5 separate regions of the Zea mays genome follow, and all the other regions are linked to region 3. A link is a contact called in public Hi-C data. All regions are on one chromosome and are shown on one strand. The core of a region is the stretch at or near the end of the contact, and the rest is flanking DNA. Distances in the headings are between cores, read along the strand shown.

Region 1 (2,729 bases), core at 164-2,663, 260 kb after region 3:
ACTTTTTTAGTCTTAGGTGGTGTTTGAATGCACTAGAGATAATAGTTAGTGGCTAAAATTAGCTAAAGTCATCCAAACACTAGCTAATAGTTTAGCTATTAGTTATTTTAGTAAATTAGCTACTAGTTAGAGCATCTCCAAGCGACTCTTAATTTTTGGCTCTCTATTTGACTCTATATTTATCTTTTCATAAAGATTACACTTTATATGTAGCATCTCATCAGTCCAACAGGATCTAGTTTGACTAGTCAGAGTGGCTAGCCAAGTTTGGCCAGTGACGGAACCAATTTAAAGAGTCAAATAGCTTGACGAGTCACATTGTTAGTCGGTTGGAGATTTATTTTGCTACTAAGTAGCCAAAATTTGGCTTGACGAGTTAATTGACTAATCTTTTGAAGATGCTCTTAACTAACTATTTGTTAATTAGCTAATTATACTAGAATTTTTTAGTCAACTAACTATTATCTATAGTGCATCTAAGGGAGTGTTTGAATGCACTAGAGCTAATAGTTAATTAGCTAAAAATATACTAGTAGAATTAGCTAGCTAACAGATAGTTAGCTAACTAGTAGTTAATTTACTAAAAATAGCTAATAGCTAAACTATAAGCTAAGGTGTTTGAATATCTCTAGCTAATTTTAACCACTAACTATTACTCCCTCCGGTGCAGTAAAAGAAGTCATCCTGCGCGTGACCGAGCGTGCACAAAAAGAAGTCATAGCGCGCGTGGGTCTGGGATTTGGACGTTATTGCCCCTAGTAATTGCACAAAAAAAGATGCATTTAAGAGGAATCGAACTTGAGACCTCCAGTCTAGAATGCCTTGGAGCTGCTGCAGCAACCAATCAAGCCTGATTGTTTTAGTGACATTAATGCACTCATATCCCTATTTAATAGGGGCAAACAGGGAAAACTCTATGATAATTAATCACTCCTTGGTATGCACAATTATGTCCTAAACGACTACCTTTACTGCACTGGAGGAAGTATCTCTAGTGCATTCAAACACCCTCTAAATACCCTTCATCTTCCGTGTTCGCTCCTTCCAACCAATCGATACAGAGATCTATTCTAGAAAGCAGCTTTATCCGAGAATCTAGCGGAAGCTGTTTTTCGAACCACGCGGCCCACCTGAGCTGATCTTTTCCTCCCTTTGTCAGAGTCCGCAGTTACTACCGCAGCTGAGAGATCAAGACGAGATCTCGGACGAAATGGAAGTTTCTCAAATTTCTGCATGCGAACGAGAACGAGCGCCGACGCGTCCAAATGGCAAGGCCGTAATTGCAGTGCCACGTCTGACCGTTTCCCTGTGTGTCTGTCTCCTCACTCCCGTGTCCCGTCTCCTTTTTTCCCACTACGCGGTCTTCGCTCGCTCCTCGAGTTCAGTCCTCACCTCCCCACCGAGCTCCATTAATGGCGCCTCCCCTAATTTTGCCATAAGTGCCGAGACCACGTGGGGTCTGGGAAGGAAAGGCTACTGCCACTTCAGAGGTCGGCCTGGGAGGCTGCATCGCATCCACATGGGGTACCAGCCCATGCACGGCAACGGCGGGACAGCCGGTGCCGGGACATCAGGCTCCGGCGGCGGCGGCGGCGGAGACCACTTGCGCCACCACCAGCAGCAGCGCCTGCACAGCCCCCGCATGGCCGGCGGAGGCTCCATGACGCGCCGGGCCAGCTCGTTCAAGCGCGGCGGGGGCGGCGAGATCGAGCTCCAGATCGGCTCTCCGCGCTCGCCGAGGTGCGACGGGTTGGGGAGCCCTCCCTCGGACTCCGTGGAGTCGTCCGGTAGCGGCCTCCTCCTCCACCAGAGCCAGCAGAACCAGCACCTCCGGTTCCGGCTCTTCAAGCCGCCGGTCTCCGGCGGCAGCGCGGTCGGACTTGGTCTGGGGATCCGCGAGAGGAGGAAGCTCGGGAACATGCTGTTCCTCGCCTTCTGCGGCGTGTGCTTGCTCCTCGGCGTCGTCAAGATCTTGGCGGGCGGCTGGTTCGCCCTCCCTGGCAATGACAAAGACGCCGATTTGAAGGTAAATAATTAGGATTTTTATGTGCAATGGTAGCTGTTATTATTTGATACGCCTATGTTGTTCACCCTCCTGAGTCATGATCAACAGCTCCTGGAGAGTCACCTAAATGTCTTATCCCAACTTGTCATGATGAATAAACATGCTCTCAGCCTACTTGTTCAGTTACTTGCAAGCTCGGTGGTCTCGTTGCAGAAAGCATCACGATTTTCTGAATTTGTTTATCAGATGCCCCTTTTCATAGAATTTATTACCCTTAGCATTCCCAATTGTAGCAATGCATTTTGCGAGCCTAGTAATTTCCAGCTGTAATTTCACTCAGTGGGATTAGGACCGCAATGGTTTAACAGATATCTGATGGGACCTGCATTCTGTTGTGATCCTTTTAGTTTGGATTGTATAAAAAATCATTTTAATGAAATAGCTGGGAGATATAAGAGACCGGCCTAGCAAAAATAATCTGGTTTTGGATCTGTTAGGTTGGACCATTTGAGTTAGGGAGCATATCAAGTGCAAACCAATCTATTGGTGCAAAACTTGCAAACCAACACAAGAATGGAGACAAGAATGGAGGTGGCAAGACCTTTTTTATATGATTTTTTTTAAAAGGTTCTCCCACCTCCATTCTTTTGTTGGTTTGCACCAATAGGTTGACTTGCACCTGATATGTTACATTTATACTGTTCTATGGAACTTCATTAGATAG
Region 2 (2,700 bases), core at 185-2,684, 440 kb before region 3:
AGCCGAGGGCGATGACGAACGACAGGACGAGGCCGGCGGGGTCGGCCCGGGGCAGCACGGTGTGGCCGGCGGCGCGTCGGGGGCTTGGCGGCCGGCGGAGCAGCAGGGCAGGCGGCGGGCGGCAGGGGCGGCGGCGGCGAGACATGGCGACAGAGAGAGAAGGAGAGGAAGACGCGAGCGATAGAGATAGTGAGAAGAGAGGAAGGAGCCCGGCGACGGTTTTAAAAAGCGTATTTTTGGCGGCTAAGGCTTAGCCGCCAAAAATAAGAAGCTATTTTCGACGGCTGTGTCAAGAGGCCGCCAAAAATAGTGTCTTATTTTCGGCGGCTAAGCTCTGGCCGCCGAAAATACGTGTGCCGCCGAAAATGGTAAACAGTGTTGTTGTTATGTAAGGAATTAATTGACAACAGCAATATGGAGTTTTGTACTTACTCATGTATGCGACAGGGCACATAAAGTTAGACCAATATCAAACTGGTAACCTGTAGAAAACACGATTGTAGGGCCAGCTAATTTGACTAAACAGTGAATTGAAATAATGGTAGTAGATCATACCTAAAATATCCCATGAGGCCATGACTACGATGCCCAGTAGTACTGGCATCATCAGGATCAGGCTGCGAAAGTGCCTGCTAGGCTTTGGCAACCGAATCCGACTAAACGCCATCGCGAGGCAAGGAATCGTGGCTCCACGCGGTGCTCCGCCCAAGAAAGTGGAAGAATGGGCGACGCAATATCGCAAGGCCAAAAAGGGCTTGCAATGCTCGTGCACGTACGTAAATGCACGAGCTCAGGCCGCGCGGCTAAGCGAGGCGCCTGCGATGCGCGCGCATGCTCGACGGCGCCCCATATGCGCCATGGACGCGTTCTCGGTGCGCTGTGGTGTGGAGCGCGGTGGTACCGGCGCTTCTTTACCTAGGCTCCTTGCCTTCCCACTACGAGCTGCACGATGAATCCAATCCCTCCACCTCGCCCCCAAGCACGGCAGACCACCGGCCGACCGGTGCTAGTACAGCGAGAGGCAAGTACGTGCGCGGCCGGGGGCTGCGCCGCTTGTAAAGGAGGACGTCTCTGAATCATGGCGTGTGTGGTGTGTGGACGCCGCCGGCGGACATGCATGATGGCCTGATGGGCGGTCCGGTGCGTGGTGCGCTTTCCGCCTCGTTGTCCGGCTCAAATCGTGCAGGATGTAGCACCGGGGGAAAGTCGACGTTGACACCGAGAGTGCCACGTCGTTCGTCAGATAGGAACATTTTCCCTGATGATATACAAGGACACATCGGATATATGCTTTGCTTGCACTAGTTGTGCGATATAATTAGGTTCAGAGCTGTCCGTTTAAATTAATACAAAGAGGAGCAAGCGTCAACAGTGCTTATTATGCTGATGCTAACTGGCTCCTTATTTGAACCGATCGAACGCCTCTGCACAGCCAGACTCATTCGGTGAAGCTCACTCCCTCACCCAACGCTCCATAGTCCACACTCGCCGTGCTCCCCATGCAGCAACCGCTTGTGCTCCTCCTTCTCTTCTTCATCGGCTCGGCCAAGTATGCCGTCGCCTCCCGCGCCGACGCCGGTGCGGCTACCTACATTGTCTACCTGAACCCCGCGCTCAAGCCGTCCCCCTACGCCACGCACCTCCACTGGCACCACGCGCACCTCGACGCCCTCTCCCTGGACCCCGCGCGCCACCTCCTCTACTCGTACACGACCGCCGCGCCGTCCGCGTTCGCCGCCCGCCTCCTCCCATCCCACGTGGCGGCGCTCACCACTCACCCTGCCGTCGCGTCAGTGCACGAGGACGTGCTCCTGCCTCTCCACACCACGCGCTCCCCATCGTTCCTCCACCTCCCGCCGTACAGCGCGCCTGACGCGGACGCCGGGGGCCCGGACGTCATCATCGGGGTGCTCGACACCGGCGTCTGGCCCGAGAGCCCCAGCTTCGGGGACGCCGGTCAGGGCCCTGTGCCTGCGCGGTGGCGCGGGAGCTGCGAGACCAATGCCACCGACTTCCCGTCCTCGATGTGCAACCGCAAGCTCATCGGCGCCCGTGCCTTCTTCCGCGGCTACTCGTCGGGGGCCGGCGACGGCTCTCGAGTCGGCGCCGACCTAATGTCGCCGAGGGACCACGACGGGCACGGCACGCACACCGCGAGTACGGCAGCCGGGGCCGTCGTGGCGGGCGCAAGCCTCCTCGGGTACGCGCCGGGCACGGCGCGGGGCATGGCCCCCGGGGCGCGCGTCGCGGCGTACAAGGTGTGCTGGAGGCAAGGGTGCTTCAGCTCCGACATTCTGGCGGGCATGGAGAAGGCCATCGACGACGGCGTCGACGTGCTCTCGCTGTCGCTGGGTGGCGGCGCGTTCCCGCTCTCGCGCGACCCCATCGCGGTCGGCGCGCTCGCGGCCACCCGCCGCGGCATCGTCGTCTCGTGCTCCGCTGGGAACAGCGGGCCGTCGCCGTCGTCTCTGGTGAACACGGCCCCGTGGGTAATCACGGTCGGCGCCGGGACGCTCGACCGGAGCTTTCCGGCTTACGCCCAGCTCGCCAACGGCGAGACCCACGCCGGCATGTCCCTCTACTCCGGCGATGGGCTCGGTGACGGCAAGATCCCTCTGGTGTACAATAAGGGCATCCGTGCCGGCAGCAACTCGAGCAAGCTCTGCATGGAGGGCACACTGAACGCCGCGGAGGTGAAGG
Region 3 (2,700 bases), core at 144-2,643:
TTGCAACTGATCTAGCCAACAACTTGTTGATACACAGAGGAAATAACGATGCTTTCCAATCGCAACAAATTATCAAGTTCCAAGGGAAAAGGAACACATACCCCTTCGACGAGATCGGCAACCCCAGCACCAAACATATGGAAGATGTGGTCATAGTCAATGAATGAATCATCAATGGTGTCATGCAGAAGCCCAGCAGAGACAACCGTTGCATTTGCGCCGACCTTGGCAAGTAGCACAGCAGTCTCCACACAATGTTGCAAGTAGGGGTCACCACTCGCGCGCGTCTATTCGCACAACAAAAGCAGAGACAAGATTCAGTAACTATCAGGATCGGACAATTCAGGCACTCAGATGGAGGTTGGAATTTTGTGGTTTACCTGGCCACGGTGAGCCTTCTCGGCCTCCAAGAAGGCCTTCACGACCAGCTCCTCGTGGAAGATGCGGTGGCGATCCTGGGCACTCGCGAGCAGCTCTTGGGCGTATGGCTCGCAGGCAGGGCTAGCCTCCGCGAGGTTCTCGTCGAGCTCGAACGCGAGCTCGCTGGCGCCGACCTCCGGGCGAGGGCTGGTGGGCGGCGCGTAGTCAACGCAGGAACCGAGAGCGTTGCGCACGAAGCCAGCGAAGAGGCGGTCGCGGTCGCGGGCGGCGAGCCAAGAAGCCGGTGGGCTCCGGGATGGTGAAGAGGTGGACGGCCCCTGGAACACCGACACGGGGCTGTGGTGGTGGTGATGCAGGTCCCTCCGCTTTAGCTGCGAAGACGAGTGGGAGTGCGAGTAGGAGTACCCGCCCCCGTCGGCGGGGACGCTCAGGTCGTCGGATCTGTTGTGCCACAGCGCACCGAGGTCGTCGTGAGCCGGGGCGCGGGGCGGCGCGGCCGCAGCTGCCGGCGAGGAGAAGAGGCAAGACAGGCCGCCGCCGCCGGAGGGCAAGCGGTACGAGGCGGCCGGCGGCGGGGGCGCAGCGGTGGTGCAAGGCGACGAGCCACGGGAGGCTGGGTCGAACTCCGAAGAGTAGACCGCGCCCGGCGGACTGGTGTACATGGAAATCGCGGGCAACGACATCGCCGGAATCAGGGATGCCTCCGACGCGCTCGAACTGAAAGCCGCTTAAAGCTGCTAACTGTTCGGAATCGGAACTGAATTCGGCGCCGAAACCAAAAGGCAGCACAGAACAGAATCCGATGCCAAAGATTTGACCTCGGTGAGGTGGAGTCGACGAGTTAATAAAAATCGAACAAGAGGAAGTGTTGCAAACAGCTGAAATCGGCGTGATCAAGCAGGGAATTTCGTGGGGAGGGCGAGGAGAGCAGGGAAATGGGGAAAATCTGTTCGGCTTGCGTACTACTTGGGTTGCGTCCCGTCTGCTGCTGCGTGTGCGTGAAGAGAGAGAATCTGGGACCCTCGCTAATTATAGGAAGGCGGCTGGCTTTCAAAATGCCGAAACCGCCCCTCCTCAGGAATCTTCTATCTACCGTGTTGCCGGAGTTTTGGCCGTTAACTAGTTTCGGTTTTGCCGGTTTTGTCAGCCTTAGGCCCTTAGCGATTAGGATTCGAGTGTTTTAAATACGGACCCGGAAGAAGAGGATAGATCTTTAATCCAAGGCTATTGCGGTTCAAAAGAAGAGGAGAAACTTTAATTCAAGTCTACGTATTTGCTAAACTTTTGCACGCTACAACTTTATAATATAATCATCGATATTTTAAATGTAAAGAACAGTCTAGCTATCAGTCATCTGTAAACTAACATTGAATCACTGCAATTGAAGTTTTGCCTCCTACTAACATTTCGCTGATTTTGCGACTCAGGAGGAGCCGGCCGATTGCAATGTGCTAGTAGGATCGTCAGCTAGAGTGCTAGACGCCCAGTCGGCGACACCGCCTTTCTATCCAAACGAACGAATTGGTGGCGTTACTGTGACTTCTTTACGCCTTGGACATACCGACACATGTCTCGATTAAATAAAAAGCTTGCCCTATCCAAAACCTTCTTCATTCACGCCCCCTGGCCACAGCTAATGATGCTCGATGTGATGCTAATGCGCCATTATCATGCCGATAAAAGCAATGCAAAAGCAAAATAGTAGTAGAATAAAAGACTTTCTAGAAGGTGCTACAGCTTATCCACTACCTCTAGGTTCCCTAGAGGGGTGTGGAGTGGAGTTGGCGCGGCGGCCATTTTCTAATTCGCTGTTCCTGCACTCCGGCAAGCTCCTACAGGCCGTTGCAGAAATCATGGAGATTCGGCCGGCAAAATTCTCCATCACAGGGATTATTAGGTTCCGCTTAAGCATTGAGTGCTACCTGTTGCGGTCACCATATTTGTCACTCTTTTTTTAAAAAAGAACTGACACATTTGTTTCTTTTGAAAGTATTTACCTATAGCATTATATAATCCTTTTTAATCCCACCCAGCCAAATCCCTCGTACACTCATAACTTTCACTAAATCCACCAAACAAAATATACTTAGACTTAAACACACAATAAAAAACAACGATTCAGATAGCCAGATAACCCCTCTTCATCACTCCCTCAAATTTAATGAACAACATTATTTAAATACAATACTCATATTTCATCCCTCTTCTTCTACCTCCCCGCCGACCCTCCCACTCACGTCGTTGTCGTCGTCAACCTCTCTTTTTGTGACACCACCGTTGATCCCTCTCTCGATCATCCGGTTCATAGTGTTAGCATGA
Region 4 (2,700 bases), core at 137-2,636, 270 kb before region 3:
CGGGAAGTGCTTGCCTGACGCAAGTAGAAAGGGAAACTATATATATATAGCTATGAGCTCGCTTACCGAGTCGAGCAGGATGTTGGAGGCCTTGAAGTCGCGGTAGATCACCTGCGGGTCAGCGTCGTGGAGGAAGGCGAGGCCCTTGGCCGCGCCGACGGCGATCTTCATCCTCGTCATCCATGGGAGGGCGCCGTTGGTACCTGCAGCGACAAGGACGTTTCATGTGAGTATTTACTTCCTCCCCGGCATTGACCAAGGCTTGTGCATGTGTAGGCATGCGACCTGGCAGCGTATACAGCATCTACTAGGCAAAAAAATATTTTGCTCCTCCAGAAGGCACATTACAGAGCTCACCTAGTCCTACGACTTTAAACAGAAGCAACGGAAACCGGAGGCTTTGCTTGTTGGGCTCAAAAAAAAAATCGACCAAGCTAGCACGCGAGGCGACCAGAAGCAGGAAAAAAAGAGCTCACTTTTGAACAGGTGGTTCTCCAGGCTCCCGAAGCTCATGAACTCGTACACCAGCATCCGGTGCTCGGCCTCGTAGCAGTAGCCGATGAGCTTCACCAGGTTCTTGTGCCTCAGTTGCCCGAGGAAGAACACCTCAGCCTGCGAGAGCAAACAAAACGACAAAACCCCCCGCAGGTTCGGTCAGCGTCTGATCCGGTCGATCGAGCCGGTGACCGGCGTATGCATTATCCACTCACCAGCCACTCCTTGTGCCCCTGCGCGCCGCCCTCCAGGTCGAGGTACTTGACGGCGACGTCCTGCGCGCGCAGGCCCGGGCGGAGGGCCTCGCCGACGGCGCCCCTGTACACGGGGCCGAACCCGCCGCAGCCGAGGAAGTTGGCGCGGGAGAAGCTGGCCGTGGCGGAGCGCAGCTCGGCGTACGTGAAGGCGTGCAGGTTGGACCCGGACAGCGTCAGCGACAGGTCCTCGGGGGAGAGCGTCTCCGACGACGAGCCGAGGCTCGTGAGCGACATCCGCGACGACGACGACCTCGGGCTGTCCTTGCTGCTGCCGCCGCCGCAGCCGCGCCTCCGCCGCCGCCGCAGCGTCGAGCCGTCGTCCTCGACCGCCGCGCTGCCGCCCACGCAGCACAGGTAGGTCCTCCAGGACTGGGCGCCGGCCATGTCAGTCGGATCGAGAGAGGTGCGTTCGAGGAGCTCACGCGGGAGATTGAGGCTGGCCGGAGGGAAGGTCTGGGAGAGAAGAGAGAGAGAGATAGGCTTAGTTGGGGAGAAGCGCAGGTGGGCAGGCAAGCGTTTTATAAGCGCGCGCGCGCTCGCGGCTGGGGAGACGGCGATGGCATCGCGGGCGCAGCGCACCCAACCGGTGAGCGCCCGCACGGATGGCCGGCCCTGACTTGGAGGAGCGCGGCTTGTGGTTCTGGCAACGACTTTGAGCGCGCGGCAAAACCAAAACCGCGGGTGATGTGACCCCGCCGCAAACAGGGGACAAACACCGGGAGAGAACACCACACCTCACCACTGGACTGGACAACGCTGCATGGTGACTGGTAGCTGGGGCGCACGGCGTCACCGCTCGTAAAGTCCCCAACAGCTCCCCCAAGGCTGAAAGGGAAAACAGCAACCGGGTGACTCGGTGAGTAATGATGTGTTTGATTTGAGTAATGAGCTAGTCTATCATCTTCTTGTTTCTCACTATTTTTTGTTTGGTCTATAAAAAATATAATAAGTTGATTTATCATCACCTTATTTCTAATAGTTAGTTCTTAGTACTAATATGAGTAATGTAGTCACCCCACCAAATTTGAAGAATAAACCTATAATACACCACATCAATTTAATTAGATGAAATGATTCATCAAACTAAACACCCTATAACTGTGCAGCGTCACACCTACGAATAGTTTAGCGAGTCCATAGTAGTTAGTCCAAAGGTGTTTCATCCGATCCGGTTACTGCTGCTGGCGGCTTGCGCTAGTTTTCGTAGTAGTTAGTTAGTTACAGAGCGGTTTCGTAACTTTCGTTCGATGGCAGAGAAGAGCCGTGGATTTGTCTGCTCAGTGCTCGTCTGGGGCAAGTAAAAAAAAACGGAGGTCCGCAGGTGACGCTTAATTTGCAACTTGTGTGGAAAGGGCAAGTAAAAAAAAGCAAGCAAGGGATCGATATGGTATGGCCTAGCTAAACCCAGCCGGGGCGCGTAACGGAACTGGGCGTCGCCGCTGTTTTAGCCGGACCGTGCCATATGCCATGCATGGCCAAGTGTCAACGTCACGACGGCTTTGCAAGCTACGACGAGGACGATGATGGAGTGCTGGTCCAAAACGCTAGAGAACACGAGGTAGATTAGAGTCTAAACTCTACTAGTTCGTGTGCCGCCTAATCCTATAGCAGCAACAACTTTTTGCCTGGCGTTGGAATTGGAATGAGATTCGTGCATATCGATCTCCGCCTAATCTATCCTAGTACCTAGTACCTACCAACTGCTGCCGGAAAGTCTGCCCATGCATGGCACAGCTCTGACGTAGCCACGCGTTGTATCGTCTTCCCCTGTGGGCTGTGTGGGTGTGTGGATGGGTGTGGGTGGGTTTGCGAAACGAAACGGTGTCCTTTTTCTGCTCTCTGTCCCTGTCTGAGCAAAAGACAGGGCAAAAACTATCCCATCCTATTCCTTGGCACACGCTAGATGCATTTTTTTTGTTTTGATGAGACGCAGGCTACAGGTAGAGAC
Region 5 (2,730 bases), core at 62-2,561, 340 kb before region 3:
CGACGTGCGCGTGGGCCGGCGAGGAGACATTCCGTACGGCCCGCGGTACGGGCGCTGCTGACAATGACACCCGGGCTCGCGAGGTCCCCCGTGCTGTTCTGCTTTCTTCCCGTTGCCAGATCAGGGAGAGTACCGCTCCGACGTGGGCACCAGCACCACCGCACTCACCCCTGTTGGGTTACCTGCGATCGGTAGAGATGTGTCAGTGTGCATTGGGAAGTTTAGGAACTGTAATAAAGGATCAAAATATCGTAAACACCGTCGCCCGAAACTCGGGACCATCTTTTCATCATGTTACTCTGACTAAGTGATCTGGTGTTAGACGAGAGATATTATAGGTTAGGTCTTCAAAAGGTTAGGGTTACTCTCTGAACTTATGAATTTTGACACACACACACAAAAAACACGTAATTTTTTTAGAATGAATCTAAATTTACGTGAAATACACATGAACATGATTTTTTTCCTACATTCCAAATATAATTGTTTTCCTACACAAGAACATAAATCTAAAATTTTTCATAGAATGTAAATCCACTTCGGAGACGAGACACTGTTTGCTTTTCCAGGACGAAAAAACATGACATCATAGCACGTATTTAGCGACACTAGTCAAAAGTCATTATAGCTAAAAGGTTGTAGTTCTGGCTACGAATCTTGAGCAACGTGTGCTCGTTTTGTAAAGGGAAATGATATTCTCATAGCTGCCACCTGCCATCAATCTCATAGGCTGGGCTGTTGCATCAGGTAGGGTCATTGCTTCTCTGCCGGAGGACACGAGCCGAGCGACCCTGTGCAGATCCAGGCCTGTTTTAGTTCAGAAATCCTCTAGGGGGTGTTTGGTTACACCCCGCTAAAATTTAGCCTCTGTCCCATCGAATGTTTAAACCTCCGTTACAGGTATTAAATGTAGTCGGATTATAAAACTAATTTATCAGCCGAAGATTAAAAGACGAGACGAATCTAGTCCAGTTGGTTGGGTCTATATTTTATACTCCTATTTAAAAGTCAAACGTTTGATGTGACACGGGCTAAACTTTAGCAGAAGCAACCAAACACTCCTAAAAAAAACTGAAGTTCAGAAACAGATCGTCGCCGCGGTCGGCGCTCGGCATGATTTTCACCGACGCCGATCATGGTTTTGCACTGTTGAGCTCATGAACGGAGGCAAACCCCACGCCGTCCGTGATCCTACTGACCCGTCCCACGCCGTCCAAGCTAAACCCCAGCCCTGTGGGCGTGGAGCCCACCCCGCAGTCAAACAAGCCCCCACCAATTAAACCCCAGCAGCCTCCTCCTCCCCGGCTCCCCCTCCTCTCTCTGCCCCCGCTCTCCCGTTTCTCTCTCTCTCTCAACCCCACGTCACGCCGTCCCCCCCTCTCTGCCATTATTGCCCGCGCAGCCATCCTCTCTCTCCCTCTCGTCGCCCCCGCTCACAGTGTGATTTATGGGGACGTCCGGCTCCTCGCTTCCTCATCCAGACCTCCCACCACCTCCTCCGCATCCTCTCGCCCTGCTTCCGTCGGGCGCGCGAACGCGAGCTTGTCCGCCACACCCGCCTCGTACGTGCGATACCCTCCACCGCCTCAGCCCGCTGTGCCCCCTGCTCGTCACCGCGATTTATACCGTACCACCATCAGCCAGCCACCACTCGCTCCTCGACATTCCGCTTCTCTAGTCCCGAACACCGGCCGGGACTCGTTAGCCGGGTGTGCGCCGGTACGGTGTGGGAGGTACTCTGCTAGCCTCCGCTAGTACATGTGAGGTCCATGGGGGAGGAGGTGGCGGTGGTGCTGGAGCCACCACGGCCCAAGTCGCCGCCGAGGTACCCGGACCTGTGCGGCCGCCGGCGGTCGCAGCTGGAGCTGCAGATGCTCAACCGCGAGATCGAATTCCTCAAGGTGAGGCATCGCCGGCAGCAGCGTTCCTTTCATAAAGTTCGACTCCCCCTTTGACTTGCCCCAATTTAATAAAACCTTCATAAAGTTCGCCACTACCAGCACCAGTAGGATCCGATTCGTCGCGTGCAGTGTGTAGAAGGGCCCAGCTCCAGCACTAGCGTGGGGAGATGCAGTAGTTTTTAATGGCAGGTTGGTGCGAAATCTGGTCGATCGTTGGAGCACACCACGCCATCTATTCCGTCTTCGTATGGGGATGAGAGCGGGAGGGCGGCGGATCGCGGCAGCGCAGTTAAACCCGAGGGCGCAGCGACAGGTTTTGCCCCAGTTGCCCTCTTCGGGCGTGCCGCGGCTGTACCTCTTGCTCTTGGGCCGTGCGCGTGCGGTTCGGTTCCTTGGGAGAATAGAGGTGACGGGGGCATGGCATGGGCAGTGGCAGTGCCATTGCCGCAGCCTGCCCCTGTCAGTGCTGCGCGTGGAGCAGCGGGTGGGCGTGTCCGCCTGCTGTTCTTGCTTCGCGGACACGCACACGGCATGGCTCGTCGGGCATCATCATGAGGGTTCGTGCAGAGGCAAACATGGTGCGGTGCACGGTGCGCCGTACCGTACCGTACCGCACTGTACATGTACTACTGCTGCTTATGGGCTGGGCTGCCACAGTTTGGGGCTTTCCATGTTCTGGACTAGATTTCCTCTTTTTTTTATCGAGGGAAACGAGCGTCTTTTTGACTGGTCAGGCGTGCTTTGGTCTTCTTTTTATCTCCTCTCTTGCAGCTTCAGTTGCTTTACTGGCTCAGCAAAGCAGGAGTCTTATTGCTAGTCAATTAGTTAT

Evidence for each region. A called contact is a pair of places that touch in the nucleus more often than the background predicts.
Region 1: a contact with region 3 is called in a Hi-C map of endosperm, with 3 times the contacts expected there. The contact joins the promoter of LOC100279065 here to the promoter of LOC103632825 in region 3. A contact is called at or near these places in 10 of 25 Hi-C or Micro-C datasets (bundle sheath, ear, endosperm and 4 more).
Region 2: a Hi-C map of tassel shows a contact between it and region 3, with 2.4 times the contacts expected there. The contact joins the promoter of LOC100191879 here to the promoter of LOC103632825 in region 3. A contact is called at or near these places in 2 of 25 Hi-C or Micro-C datasets (ear and tassel).
Region 4: a contact with region 3 is called in a Hi-C map of ear, with 3 times the contacts expected there. The contact joins the promoter of LOC103634152 here to the promoter of LOC103632825 in region 3. A contact is called at or near these places in 4 of 25 Hi-C or Micro-C datasets (bundle sheath, ear, leaf and 1 more).
Region 5: a contact with region 3 is called in a Hi-C map of endosperm, with 2.8 times the contacts expected there. The contact joins the promoter of LOC100285835 here to the promoter of LOC103632825 in region 3. A contact is called at or near these places in 3 of 25 Hi-C or Micro-C datasets (endosperm, leaf and tassel).

The regions. Positions count from the first base shown.
Region 1 is chr7:127,634,003-127,636,731 of Zm-B73-REFERENCE-NAM-5.0, forward strand. It overlaps LOC100279065, which reads left to right and starts at 1,414. Exons shown (of 9, transcript NM_001354577.1): 1 at 1,414-2,026. The coding sequence starts at 1,520.
Region 2 is chr7:126,931,254-126,933,953 of Zm-B73-REFERENCE-NAM-5.0, forward strand. LOC100191879 reads left to right here and starts at 1,435. Exons shown (of 2, transcript NM_001137303.3): 1 at 1,435-2,700. The coding sequence starts at 1,500.
Region 3 is chr7:127,374,924-127,377,623 of Zm-B73-REFERENCE-NAM-5.0, forward strand. It overlaps LOC103632825 (probable GTP diphosphokinase RSH3, chloroplastic), which reads right to left and starts at 1,394. Exons shown (of 6, transcript XM_008654556.4): 1 at 381-1,394; 2 at 102-287. The coding sequence starts at 1,064.
Region 4 is chr7:127,106,712-127,109,411 of Zm-B73-REFERENCE-NAM-5.0, forward strand. LOC103634152 (serine/threonine-protein kinase) reads right to left here and starts at 1,387. Exons shown (of 4, transcript XM_020541272.3): 1 at 711-1,387; 2 at 477-612; 3 at 67-203. The coding sequence starts at 1,136.
Region 5 is chr7:127,038,359-127,041,088 of Zm-B73-REFERENCE-NAM-5.0, forward strand. It overlaps LOC100285835, which reads left to right and starts at 1,312. Exons shown (of 5, transcript NM_001158725.2): 1 at 1,312-1,901. The coding sequence starts at 1,770.